Regions from separate parts of the Zea mays genome. Here regions 1, 3 and 4 are each linked to region 2. Evidence: chromatin contacts called from public Hi-C data. All regions are on one chromosome and are shown on one strand. The core of a region is the stretch at or near the end of the contact, and the rest is flanking DNA. Distances in the headings are between cores, read along the strand shown.

What was found. Hi-C and Micro-C count contacts between places; a contact is called where the count stands out from the background.
Region 1: a contact with region 2 is called in a Hi-C map of leaf, with 5 times the contacts expected there. The contact joins the promoter of LOC100383746 here to the promoter of LOC100217186 in region 2. A contact is called at or near these places in 4 of 25 Hi-C or Micro-C datasets (ear, leaf, tassel and 1 more).
Region 3: a Hi-C map of leaf shows a contact between it and region 2, with 4 times the contacts expected there. The contact joins the promoter of LOC100282961 here to the promoter of LOC100217186 in region 2. A contact is called at or near these places in 6 of 25 Hi-C or Micro-C datasets (bundle sheath, ear, endosperm and 2 more).
Region 4: a Hi-C map of leaf shows a contact between it and region 2, with 8 times the contacts expected there. The contact joins the promoter of LOC103639734 here to the promoter of LOC100217186 in region 2. A contact is called at or near these places in 11 of 25 Hi-C or Micro-C datasets (bundle sheath, ear, endosperm and 4 more) and 2 of 3 datasets of contacts at active chromatin or transcription factors (leaf and seedling).

What each region holds. Positions count from the first base shown.
Region 1 is chr9:13,253,880-13,257,373 of Zm-B73-REFERENCE-NAM-5.0, forward strand. It overlaps LOC100383746 (putative MAP kinase family protein), which reads right to left and starts at 1,450. Exons shown (of 1, transcript NM_001176382.2): 1 at 1-1,450. The coding sequence starts at 1,262. The coding sequence ends at 219. It overlaps LOC100383072 (DNA-dependent metalloprotease WSS1), which reads right to left. Exons shown (of 5, transcript XM_008660960.3): 5 at 3,198-3,494.
Region 2 is chr9:13,462,320-13,465,504 of Zm-B73-REFERENCE-NAM-5.0, forward strand. It overlaps LOC100217186, which reads right to left and starts at 1,419. Exons shown (of 10, transcript NM_001359652.1): 1 at 1,251-1,419; 2 at 937-1,038; 3 at 633-826; 4 at 105-283; 5 at 1-8. The coding sequence starts at 1,037.
Region 3 is chr9:13,684,290-13,687,440 of Zm-B73-REFERENCE-NAM-5.0, forward strand. LOC100282961 reads right to left here and starts at 1,823. Exons shown (of 6, transcript NR_159534.1): 1 at 1,427-1,823; 2 at 695-783; 3 at 1-47.
Region 4 is chr9:13,655,376-13,658,425 of Zm-B73-REFERENCE-NAM-5.0, forward strand. It overlaps LOC103639734 (cyclic nucleotide-gated ion channel 17), which reads right to left and starts at 1,538. Exons shown (of 7, transcript XM_020544051.3): 1 at 1,161-1,538; 2 at 59-557. The coding sequence starts at 1,261.

The sequences.
Region 1 (3,494 bases), core at 200-2,699, 210 kb before region 2:
CAACCATGGATGGATGCGGACGTCGATGATGGAGGATAGAACCCGAAATTGGCCAGCAAATTCCCTTGATACATCAGGGATCAGATCCGTGTATTGTATCCAAGGGAACGCCGGATTGATTGGAGTCCCACACTGCCTGCAGCCAAGGGAGGGAGGCCAAACTGAGACGAGATCCGTACTTTGGTCCCAACTCCCAACCCGCCGAAATGGTGGTGTGGTCATGACGGGGGAGGAGCAGCGAGGGGCTGCGGGTGCGGGCCGGCGACGAAGGGGTGCTGCAGCAGCTGCGCGGCCGTGAGGCGCTTGGCCGGGTTCTTCTGCAGGCAGCAGGCGATGAACCCCCTGAACTCGCGCGAGGCGGTGGGCGGTGGCTCGGGCGGGTCGTTGTAGCAGATGGCGCACATGAGCGCGGCCCAGTCGCCCTGCCTGCCGAGGTTCTCCCCGAAGGGGAACCTGCCCAAGTAGAACTCGAGGATGCTGAGGCCGAAGCTCCAGATGTCGCCGGCGTAGCCGTCGTAGCTGCCGTCGTTGAGGTCGGTGTTGATCCGCTCGGGGCTCATGTAGGCGATGGTGCCGACGGAGGAGTTGCAGGGGTCCATGGTCTGGTTGAGGATGCGGCCGACGCCGAAGTCGGCGATCTTGACGCGGCGCGCCGAGTCGATGAGGAGGTTGGAGGGCTTGATGTCGCGGTGCACGATGTGGCGGCGGTGGAGGTACGCGATCCCGGACAGGACCTGGCGCGCGACGTCGGCGAGGAACGGCTCGGCGGCGATGCGGCGGCCGTCGAGCGACCCGCCGTCCATGTACTCCAGCAGGATCTGGAGCTCCCCGCCGCGCTCGTACATGCCGTGGCACCGCACCACGGCCGGGTGCTCGGCGGTGCGGAGGATGGCGATCTCGCGCGCGATCTGCCGCCGCACCGCGTCGTCGTGGTTCCCGTACAGCACCTTGAGCGCGTAGGGGCGCCCCGTGCCGCGGTGCCGCACCATCCACACCGTCCCGCCCGCGCCGCTGCCGACGCGGCGCACGCGCTCCAGCTCCGCGAGCGGGGGCGGCTGCTGCTGCTGCTGCGCCGCGGGGGCGGGCGCGGTGACGCCCGGCGGGGTGGGCCCCCCGGCGGAGGCGGCGGCTGGCGGGAGAGGGAGCGGGACGGCGAGGGAGGTGGCGACCTCGCGCTGGGGCATGGGGAGGGTGAGATCCGGGCGGCGGCGCGCGCGGCCCGGCGTGCCGGGCTGCTGGGTCGGGAGGCCGCCCGGGCGCATGGCGTGGTGCGTGGGTCGCTCTGGGCGGGGCTTGGGGTGGGGAGGAGTTCGTTAGGCCGGGTGTGGTAGTAGTGATGGCGTCTGCGTGACTCCGTCTGGATTCTTCTCCTCCCCACTGCCGCTCGGGGTTTGTCGTGCGGTGCCCGTTTATTGGAGAACAGTGCCTGATCGCTCATCAGGTTGGAGAACGGGACGGGACACCGAACGCGGAGGCCACCGGGAAGCACAAGCAATATCGAGTTCCTGTTCCTCACGAGGCGACGACCTCGCCTGACGGTGACGGCAACCCCAGCAGCTGGAGGACGAGTGGAGATGCGACGCGATGCCTCGTTGGAGACGCACCGTGGCGTGCTGACCTTCACCGTCTGCTGCTGCCGCGCCGTACCGTGATTAATGAAGCATGCTACGAATGATTTTGGGGGCACTGTCCGTCCGACTGTTCCCCATGATACAGTTTTGGTAAATAAGACCCGTACATGTAGTACCTCTTTCCCGTTCGTACACGGTCCTCCTACGTGCCTTCCTGACTTCCCAAGGATTTGGTATCCACAAAAATTGTACCACGCTAGCGACACACGATTTATTTTTTGTTATTAATAAAGGCGTGCTCGATATCAAGGCTGATTATTATCTAGCTAATTTTTTTAAACTCCAATCAGCTCTAATGCATCCACAGAAGAGCTAATAGACGAACTGATTTTACAGCTAAAGAGTCTTCAACAAATTATTATTCAACCAGTTTGTCAACTATACATTAATTAGCAACGCGTAACAATTAAGTAGAGAAACGTGGATAATCATGTCATCACCAAGCAACAAGCCCCCAATACACGGCGCGCGCGTGTTGATTAAAACGGTAAAAATCTCAGGTTCAAATCATCCTAGTTCAGGGAGAATCTTGCAACGCGCACCTGCAACCCAAGCCCGCTATCACCTCACGTGCTCGAAATTCGAACGATCAGCTAAGCAGAAAGGTTGGACGACGCGACGTGTCAACACATGAAGTCTTTGGTGATCTACCTGTGATCATTGACTATAAGGCACAAAACTCTACCGAAAGAAGCTGTAAAGGTCATCGCTGCACACCTTCCAGACCACGTGCGTTAAAAGAGTTATACGCGATCACGCACCTGTGTCCAGAAAGATGGCAAAGATCAATGAACTGAAGAACCTTTCGACCTCACCTTCCAGTTTCTTTACACGGGGATAATGGGGGATGTCTTCAGACCAGGGGTGGCAGGGTGAGTGCTAGCAAGATAAACATGAACCTGACCATGCGGTACCAGCCAGTGGCGACCCTGCGACATTCGTCGCTCTTCGGCTGCAAACTACAGAACTTCAACGAGGATGATACAAATACACTGTACTTGGTTATTCCAATGATGACGCAAAGCCCTAAGGGCATGTTTGGGTTAAGAGGAATGAAGAGCAGATGCAACAGCTTTGGCTCCGGATTTTCTGGGACAGATCTAAGGGCTTTTTTAAACACAGGAATTTTACAGAAATAGCATAGAAATTTTACAGAAATTAGTTCAAAAACACAGAAAAAAAAGAAAGATTCAGGAAATAATCCTTCAATACAAAAGAGCCCTAAGGTTAATCTTAGTAAGAGTTTTATATGAGTTTCATTTACATTAAATAGGTTGCTATGTAGGTGTTTCTTTACATGTAAGCGAATTTAAGAAGAGAATCTAAGGATGGTAATGGATCACGATTCAAATATTTCTTCACAATAAAGTAAGTCTCTTATTAAAATTTAGTTCAAAAATAAATATGATTGTAAAATTTAGAGCACGGTTAACAACTCTCTGAACCGTGAATATCCGTGTATTGTAGAATGAATTTTTACATAATGAATAGATATTTCATCCTAGTTTCATTTCATTATGTATGATATGACAGCTTCGAGAAGACCATAAAACTATCTACTAAAGCTGGTCTAACAAGCAGGCAAATTCTTTTAAAAAGAGCATTGCAGATACTTGTAATAAACCTTACATTAATTGACGTAATAAATTTCCTCACCCCACGGCAACATGAGTCGACGACGTCGGAACAGATAAAGACCAATTCGCCGGTGTGCCCTAGGTGCGAGTTGTTACCTGTCACCGAGACGGCGAGACACGAAACACGAGTTCAGAGGCTGCAATGCTGCATGCCCTGGGCTTGGGGCTAACGTTAACAGACATGGACTACGATTGTTTCATTTTACCAATCCGTGGATTGCTCCAA
Region 2 (3,185 bases), core at 169-2,668:
GGAGCAGCCTGTAATTAATGTGAGAGGTACTTATGAAAATTCTAAAGATCGCCAATCACTAAGATGGTGAAAGGAAGACAGGGTACATGCATGCAGGCACCAACCTTGTAAGGACGTGGTGGCTGGTAGCGTTCTGATGTCCTGTTTAGCTGAGGCGCATTGCCATGATCCTTTGATGACAACTGCCCAGTATATCCTGATGGCCTAGGGAAACCACCACGGCCAAGTAGGCCATCATGCTCCGTGTTCTGCCAATTGCGTCTGTACTGGTTTGCACCACGCCCTGCTGCATGGCACCATTAGTAACCCCACAGCATAAAATAAGCAACCCACTTTCCTAATATGCCCATAAACAGGATGGGCAGCAGGAAGTAAATGTGCATGATTCATTAGCAATGACCATGCAGATGATTGTTCTCCAACTCCCTCGGTCTACTATTGGTGAAATCAATGCACTCATGTACTTGTATAGACTATCTGAAAGTCAAGTCCACAATACAATGAATATCATACCATAGCCTCATAGGCAAAATGGCCACAGAGAACCAATTAAACCAGTAAATCATAGACTGCCAACTTTAAGAACGTAATGACTAATGCAAAACATTACACAAACAGAAGAGTAATTTTACCCTGTGTCTGAGACTCACGATCAGGTTCCCCATCCCGATCACTTGATCCAGATGAGCGAGTATCCCACCTCCCTCCAGTGTTCCCACCACGAGAAGAGTAAGTATATCCCACCGACCCATCTGGCCGTCCCTGGGATGTGTTGTAGTAGCCCTTGTTTCTCTCAAGCACACCCGCTGACAGCTCCTGCAGCTCACTGTTGGAGAAGAAAAAGGCCTAAGCAGTAGAAGACAAGGCCTAAGCAGTAGAAATCCCATTGGCCACTGGGCAAAAGGCCTAAGCAGCAGAAAACAAGGCAAAAATGACCTAAGCAGCGCTGCATCAAAGTCAGGGGGCAGCTTCTTGCAATGCTCCAACTCGCCAAGCGACAGCAGAAACTCCCTGGAGTACACTATCCTCGTCTTCATCCTGCCATGGATATACAGGGCGGACCCAGTAAAGGATATGGGTGTACACATGTACACCCGATAATTTTTGCAATAAAAAATCGAAATCAGTAGGTATAATACATGTGTGCAGTTGTAATTAGATCAGATCTGGGTACAGATAGGCAGGTAGGTTCACTTAGGGTTTGGTGCTCGATTTCGCACAGCAGGACGGGCAGAGAAGGATGGACATACCTGGTAGGTGCCCGTCGCCGGCGAAGGACCCGACGAAGAGCCGCACCGGGCTAGGGCGGCTGCGGCGGCCGCCCAGTCGTCGCCACGGGAGAGAGAGCGAACGCGGGGTGAAACCGTGAAAGGGACAAGAAAAAGGTAAGGGGCGAACGCACTGCGGGTCTGTTTGGTTGAGGTCGAACGAGCAGGCGAGGCAGGCCTTGGATGCGGGATGGGGGATGGCCGGATGGGCGATGCTGCTCGGTGCTTGCAGGCCTGCGGGTCTCTGTCTGACTGTCTCAGTGTCAAAACAGATCATCGATTAGGCTGCACGCTTTAATTAATGATGATGATTCCGAGCCTCAGTGTTGTCCATATACTCCGTAGTATTCTTTAATAATGAAATTTAAGTTATGATCTTGTCTCGTTTTCTACTTTCTAGTGGATTTTTTCAGGAATGCCAGTATTTCTTATTAAAAACACCTTTCGCTTTATAGAATGTAAATAAACAAGAAAATCTAAGCGGAATATTTTGTGTTGGTTAAGACTATAGCAGCGGATCGTGCATATAGTCATATAAAATATTTAATTATAGTATTTGTAAAGTAAAGTTTAAAATAAGATATTATAAATAAATTGTTAGAGATAGTCTACTTAGGTTATAGCATTTCATGTAGCCATACAGATACTGCCAAGCGTATTAGTATTTTCTTTTTTATCGCACTACTCCCTAATTGCTTAACCAAGAAAAAAAACAATGGTGATAACAATCCTTTATCTGCGAAAACAATACCGGCTTTGGATAAAGGACCCGTAATCCGAAACCCGAACCCGGAATACCTGAACCCGAAATACCCGAAACCCGAATTTTGTTCGGGAATTTCGGGTAGCAACTTACAAAACCAGAATTTATTTCGGGTAATTCGGGTATCACAATCGGGTACCCAAAATACCCGAATTACCCGAACTTTCATGTGTCATGTACTCATATCATACTTAATTATTAATTTGTACATCTATAATTATGTGTAAGTGTGCATAACTTGTGATTGTAGATTGCTTGTGTTTTATATGTCCATGTATATCATTATTCAAACTATATTTTTATACTAATCTAATAGGGTGTATGTGTTTTTATGAAGCCGACACAATAGTTCGGGAATACCCGAACCCGAAATTCCGGGTACCCGATTTTTCGGGTATTGCAAAACCCGTTGTAATTTCGGGTATCGATTCTCAAAACCCAAATTACCCGACCCGAATTTTTCGGGTAATCCGAACGCCCACCCCTAAAAGCTAGACAATTACGCCACATAATGATAGGCTTAGGACTTGTTTAGTTTGTGGCTAGAGATAACAATGGGTACCTGAAACCTGAATATCCGACGGGTTTTACCTGATATGAAGACATGTACGGAATGATTTCTCTACCCACGGGTATGTTAAATGGGTAAAAACATATACCCGTTGGGTAGACGGGTACGGGTAGTACCAACCCATACCCGTCTACCCATGAGTAAAATATATCGGCATCAATACCACTATAACCATCTAATAGAGTCCATCGTAGCTAAAATAAAACTCTTCTCTAGCTATCAGTTGTCTAGATATCACGTTATGTAATCATATGGTTTGTTATATGATTTGTTATATGTGAAGTTGAAGTTGTTTTTTATGTTTATTTAATAATTTTGAGTGGTTGATATATTGGAATTTAAGACTTTTCTAGCGAGTATGGGTTATCCGACGGGTAAAAATACTCGCGCGGAGCCGGGTATGGGTAAGATTTTATACCCGCGAGCATATATAGGTAACCCAACGTGTAGATTTTTTTTATGGATAGGGTATGGAATGGTATTACTCGACGGGTATGTACCCGTTGTCATCCCTATTTATGGCTAGCTATGCCACACTTTGCATAAGGTTGGTCGTTTAAATTGAAGAGCTAACCTTAGGCAC
Region 3 (3,151 bases), core at 573-3,072, 220 kb after region 2:
ACCACCGCTGGCATTACGAGATAACTCAACTCTCCATCCATTCTTGCCTACAGAACCATAAAAATCTTGAAATGATCAGCAAGGATTAAAACATTTGTACATGATCATAAACATGCAAGCACACAAACTGTGACTATCAAACAAATAAAGCACAGAAATAACATCAGAAGGTAAGAAAAATACCACAAAAGATCAAATCGATTGAACTTTAACAGAGATTATTTCTAATAAGCACAGAAATAAGTTCATATCGTTAGAGCATGCAGTTTCCAATATGATATTGACTAGCATTATCTACAGGATATATGTATTATATTATGAACAGGCTACAGGACTTTCTTGATTTTGTGTCATCAATCTAAATGAAATTTTACAAACAAATTGTCAGAGCCAAAGCTTAACATACAACATACATAAATTGAGTTATAGTTGTTATATTATGAGCATTTTCAATGTTTCCTACTTTCTCTACTCCTGCAACAGCCAATAGCTGTGACCAGATGGTAGGCGTGTACCCAAGCCCAAACCCAAACTCATATTCCATATACCAAATAGAGCTCTGAATGTAATTTAGTACCAACTCAGATATTCTTCACAAATAACACCGACAACATATGGAATGTCATATAAACATCTGATACAACATACCAATAGAGGTTTATAACATGTTGACAGCAATACATTGATCACATACCATCTAGGTCACGGATTGCATCCTCTGCGTCCCTCTTATCATCAAAATCAATAAACGCAAAGCCAGGTGGTTTCCGAGCAACCCAGACACTGCTTCCACAAAAACATGAAAAAAAGTGTACCAAAATCATCAGCATCAAGCAGCATATATCAATGCAAGATGTAATTCTATGCATTCAACGATTATATAATGGTACAGAACTTTGTACAGGGTCCAGAACAGCATATCCTTTGGTGTTCAAAATACTGGCCATATCATTCATTTTGAATCCAGATAGTGTAAACCCCCACAGACCACAGTAATGTAAGCCAAGGTCTATCACCAGTGAATTTGACAAATCGTACCATGCTCAATCAAAGAAATAATTGTCACAACCAAAGTACAACAGGTTATGTTTGGGAATGATGCGTATTATTAAGGCGACATCTCCCAAGTATGGTAGGGCAATTATATACAGTACCAGTATATTTTATCGTAAAACAGGAGACGATTTGCAGTACAACTCGTGACTGTCATGCTAACGAAATAGTCAATCGTCCTTGCAACCCAGGACAGACAGATACTAACCTGACACCAAATCATAAACCTACAACACTTCAGCTTAGGATCGCTATATCTAACAAAATTCTGTCCTTATGGTTATCATCCGAACGGGATCATACAAGTAGACACGCGTGGATTTCTAAGACGAGACACACGAATCTAAGGATCTGAGGCGAGAGCACTACTGACCTGCGAAGAACCCCGAACGTGCGGAACTCGTCCTCCAGCTCCCGAGCGGTCACCCGGGGATCCAGGTTGCCGATGTACAATCGAGCCATTACAACAGATCACCTGCAAATCGTTCGCCACAAACGGTTATCGACAGCAGTTAGGTTTCGGCAAAGCCAGGCAGACAGCCACCGAGAACATTCGAATCAGCGACGAGCCACGCCAAGCAAAGCAACGAATCGCTCAAAATCCAGTCGAAAACAAACAGATCTTAAAACTCGAGACCAAAACCAGACGCGGAATTCGGCCGAGGGAGGGGTGGGGAGGACGGCCCACGAATCAACCAGATCTAGGGTTTCGAGGCAGGGGAAAAAAGTACATGGGGTCCAGAAGGCGAGAAGGAAATCCGTGGCTTGCCTTCTCCGATCTGCTTCCTCCCGGCCTCCCGGGGCAGCCTGGCTGACGCTTGCGGACGGAGATGTAGGTGAGCGAGGGCGAGATGAGATCACGCGACGCGAGGATGGATTGATATATTCTCGCGTTGCCGGGTTGGGATTGGACGGGAGTACGGGCCAGTTTAGGAATCAGAACTTTTGGTTGGACCCGGAAGCCGTGTGATGTTTTTGGTGGGCTGGGCTTCTTATGGGCTTGCCAGCTTGGGCTGCTGACTGCTGTTCAAGTTGAACTCTACAGCACGCAGATAAAGTTGTTTTGATCATCTTTTTTTGAAAAAAAATAATACACTGTAGAATTTCCAAACAGACCACATATTACGAAGTCCTAGCATCGCACAAATGAAGTTCACTCAAAAATCAATTCTAGCATTTGTTGACATATAAACGAAGCAAACAATTGCACTGCCGAACTTACGACGTGTTTGGTTTACGGAATCCTGCGTCCGAGCCTCGATTAGTTGTTTGGTTTGACGAAGTGAACTAATCTGTCCGCCATACGATTGCACCCTGCGCTAGTATATTCGCGACATCTACTCATTCCTCTAGAAATAGTCGAACGAACACATGCCGAATACACTAATACCAGACAGGGTCACTCCTCAAACCAAATAGCCTATTAGAAGTGTTACGTATTGCGTCCTCCCGCCTTTACAGCTCTGCACCTAATGTTGAAAGCTAAATATGTCCAGTGAATTATATCTTGTAAAAAATGAGTTTGCATTCATAAAAAATCATGTAAATTCTTGTAAGGGCTAGTTTAGAAACACCATTTTTCTAAGGGATTTCTATTTTCCTAAGAAAAAATAAACTAATTTTCTTAGAAAAATGAAAATCTCTTGGAAAGATAGTGTTACTAAACTAGCCCTAAGCTATGTTGTACAGCTTCCATCATTTTCACCTCTAAGGTCATGAGACGTTGGTCGCATTCCTTTCACCTAATTCAGTCTTGAGTTTCATATGACCTTTTATGGTTAACTACTAAAATGATGCTAAGGTGCTGTTTGGTTTACATATTTATAACGTGATTGATAACCGATAATATTAAATCATATTTGTTTAGTACTAACCGTAATCGGATACCACATTAGAAACTAATACTAGTCTATTCAACTTTGTTATCACTGATAATCATTATCGTTGTTTGAACCAAACATTCCGGTGTACCAAACACGCGGACGTCAGGCGATGCTGGGAGAAGGATCAGCATCGGAAACCATTCATCTTTCGCACATGCGATGCGATGCGCTTTGCCCTTTGTTGTACTGCCTGCTTCTCGCTGGCCACCATCCAA
Region 4 (3,050 bases), core at 288-2,787, 190 kb after region 2:
AAGTATATATGAGACTTAACAGATTGCAGCATTCAGTTTCAAAAACGAGCTGAATTACCTGTGGTAAAGGCAAAGAAGCCACCAAATCAACAACAAAGTCAGATCTCAAGTACTGCTTTGCGATTTCCTTAGGATCTGTGATGAGATCTCCTCGACCAAAAACCCCTAAGTTTGAGCTTGGATTAATATATGCAGTCCTGAACTTTATCATCATCTGGATGACATAAAAGAGGTCGACAATTGATCGGAACACAGTAACGATGATGGCTAGGCGTGTATCCTTCCTGACACAATGAAAGGTTTGCCTGTAATCGATTTCAGGCACATAGAAGTACAGAGGGTCCATGAACAGAGCAATGAAGCATGACACACGGAAGACGTATATCCACGTCAAGATGAAGTCGCTCGACGGGTCAATAATCTTGTTGTACCACAAGTCGTCTCCTGCCACGAAGACCTTGTTCTTCCCCGAACTTCCCAAGCCGAGCCTGCTAGCAGCCAGCCCATGCTGCTTCTGGTGAATAGGTATGGTTGCCTTCGCCCTCTCATCATGGAATCTGTTGGTGAAGAAGATAGCATTAGGATTGCCCTAAAGTAAACAACAAAAATAGCATACTGGACACTTCAGGGATTGTTTGCTCTTAGGAGTATCAGTTATCCGCTCGTCGCCATCAGGCACCCAGAATTGGTATATCTTGCTATCCTATCCATCCATATGCTGCTTAGCCCCCTATCTAATTCTACTGACCCAGGAACTAAACTATAACTCCAATTAGCTAACAAAATCACGCCATATGGATAGTCTTAGTATCCAACTGTTTTTGCTAACTTTCTCAGGTCAGGTCGATAATCCTAGTTCAAGGAGCTAAAATCAAACCCTCAATTCCAAGCTTCACACAAGGACTACGACTCACGAGCTACATACACTACACACAAGTCCGAGACACCAAGAGCACGGGAACATCCAGCTTAGGAAACCCAAGCAAAGAGTTGTTCCTCCCATCCCCTCCAAAGCCAAGAAATTGCGGCTTGACCCATGCTCTCCATCACCTAATCACCTGCAGCCTGCAGGCTAACAACCACTCGCAGGCCACCCAAACATTCTGAGAGGTTCACGTTCAAACGGGAAAATAGCAAGGTAACTCTTGCGCTGTGCTCACCTCACGGTCCTCTGCCTCGTGAGCGCCATCTCGTCTTCCACCCTTCCGGAGCCGAACCTCATGTGGCCCCGCCCGTCCAGTACTCTACTCCGCTGCCACATCGACCGATAGCTTGCCCAAGAAACAGACTTGCTCGCTCATCCGGCGCCGTAGCAGTCCGAGGCCGGTCCTTCCCCGCGTAGGAGACCGGCGCCGGGGCGCTCGGACGCTGGGAATCGCAGCCGCTCGCTCGTAGTTCGGACTCTGGGGAAGTGAGAAGATGAGGGGGGTTGGGGAAGCGACCGGAAATGGAGTTGGAAAGCGAGAACTTGTTGCGGGTACCAAACACGGAGAGACCGTGCACTGCGTCGGGCTTGACCCGTCGGAGAAACAGTCCACGCTTTTAAATGACTCTTCATTTTTAATCTATATTTAACGTTCTATTTACCTCTTCATGAAAATTACATTCTATATGCTAGTTTGAGAGGCATAAAATAGAAGATGGTTAGAAGGACTAAAATCTACTTCTTATTCAAAATTGAATAACCCTATATATAGCATCACACTCTAACATACTCTCTCTTTAGTTTGTCTAGCCAAATGTGTCTAGAGAAGGGACTAATTTGAAGAGCCGAACATCTTGATGAGTTGGATAGCTAGTCCATCGGAGAGTTATTTTGCTATTGAGTAACTAAATTTTAGCTTAATAAGCCATTTAACTAGTCTTTTGGAGAGATACTTTATAAAAAATTATGGTTGGCTCGCTGCCGGTCAGTCGTAAGCATTGAGAAGCACAATTTTAATCCACATGCATGGAAATTACCAAAATAAGTATCTTTAAAAGACTAGTCAAATGACTTATTAAGCTAAATTTTAACTACTCAATAATAAAATAACTTTCCAACAAATTAGTGATCCAACTCGTTAAGTTATCCGTCTCTCTAAATTAACTCCTCACTGGCTATCTACTCTGGCTAGTCAAACTAACTTACATATTAAAGAGTCTGGAATGAGACGTTTATATATTTAATGTTTATAAAAGGTTTTAAATATGCTCTAGTATAAAAAGAATATATGCGGTTCGATTTATAATTTAGATGTCAAAAGAATAAAAAAAGGTGCCATTGGACCGCGATGTTTCAGTTGAACTAATAAAACGGCGTGTATCTAAATATGCTTCTAAAAGTTCTATTATTTTACCAATTCATATCTTGCATACGTCATTTGTGATTTGCGTTTTCAAGTAATATATTGATGGTTCCATAAATATCCCAAAAAAAATTCTGACTGAGAGGAGATACACTAGGCATACCATATATTTATGTTCAATATTATAGTTCGGTCCATGCCTAGCGGGGATAAACTACATTCTCCTTTAACCTGCTATCGTTTATAGATTCTGCGGTAAAGAGCTTTAGCCTATCCCCGCTTATGTTACTTTAAATTCCTACTCTAAAAGAATATTCTGTTCTACTTATCAATATTTTGAAATACAGTAGCCAAACTTTCAGATTCATAACTACTCTATATCTCAACCCTACACAAACTATTATATTTTTTGTCAATATATGTCAAATACACCTATCTCCTTTGTCTTTTGTCCGGACTGTGGCGCGAGGAAATGAACAGCAGCACAACGCCACCGTGAAAGAGAGAGAGAGAGCGCGCGATGGCATTGGATGGCATTGGCGTAGAACGGCATTGACTCCTCATTTGAGGTCAGAGAGGACTCTACCAAAAGATGCAGCATCCAGTAACCGGTGCAGCACTATTTACTGTAAAATATTACTGTGATTAGCTTTAGTAGACAAGTGTGGACAGCCTTGTCCATGCCATCACTCATACCGTGATTTGACTAGTCTCACCCTAAAACCGTGTGTAGACGTCTCTTGCTTTCCAAGTGATCGCGCC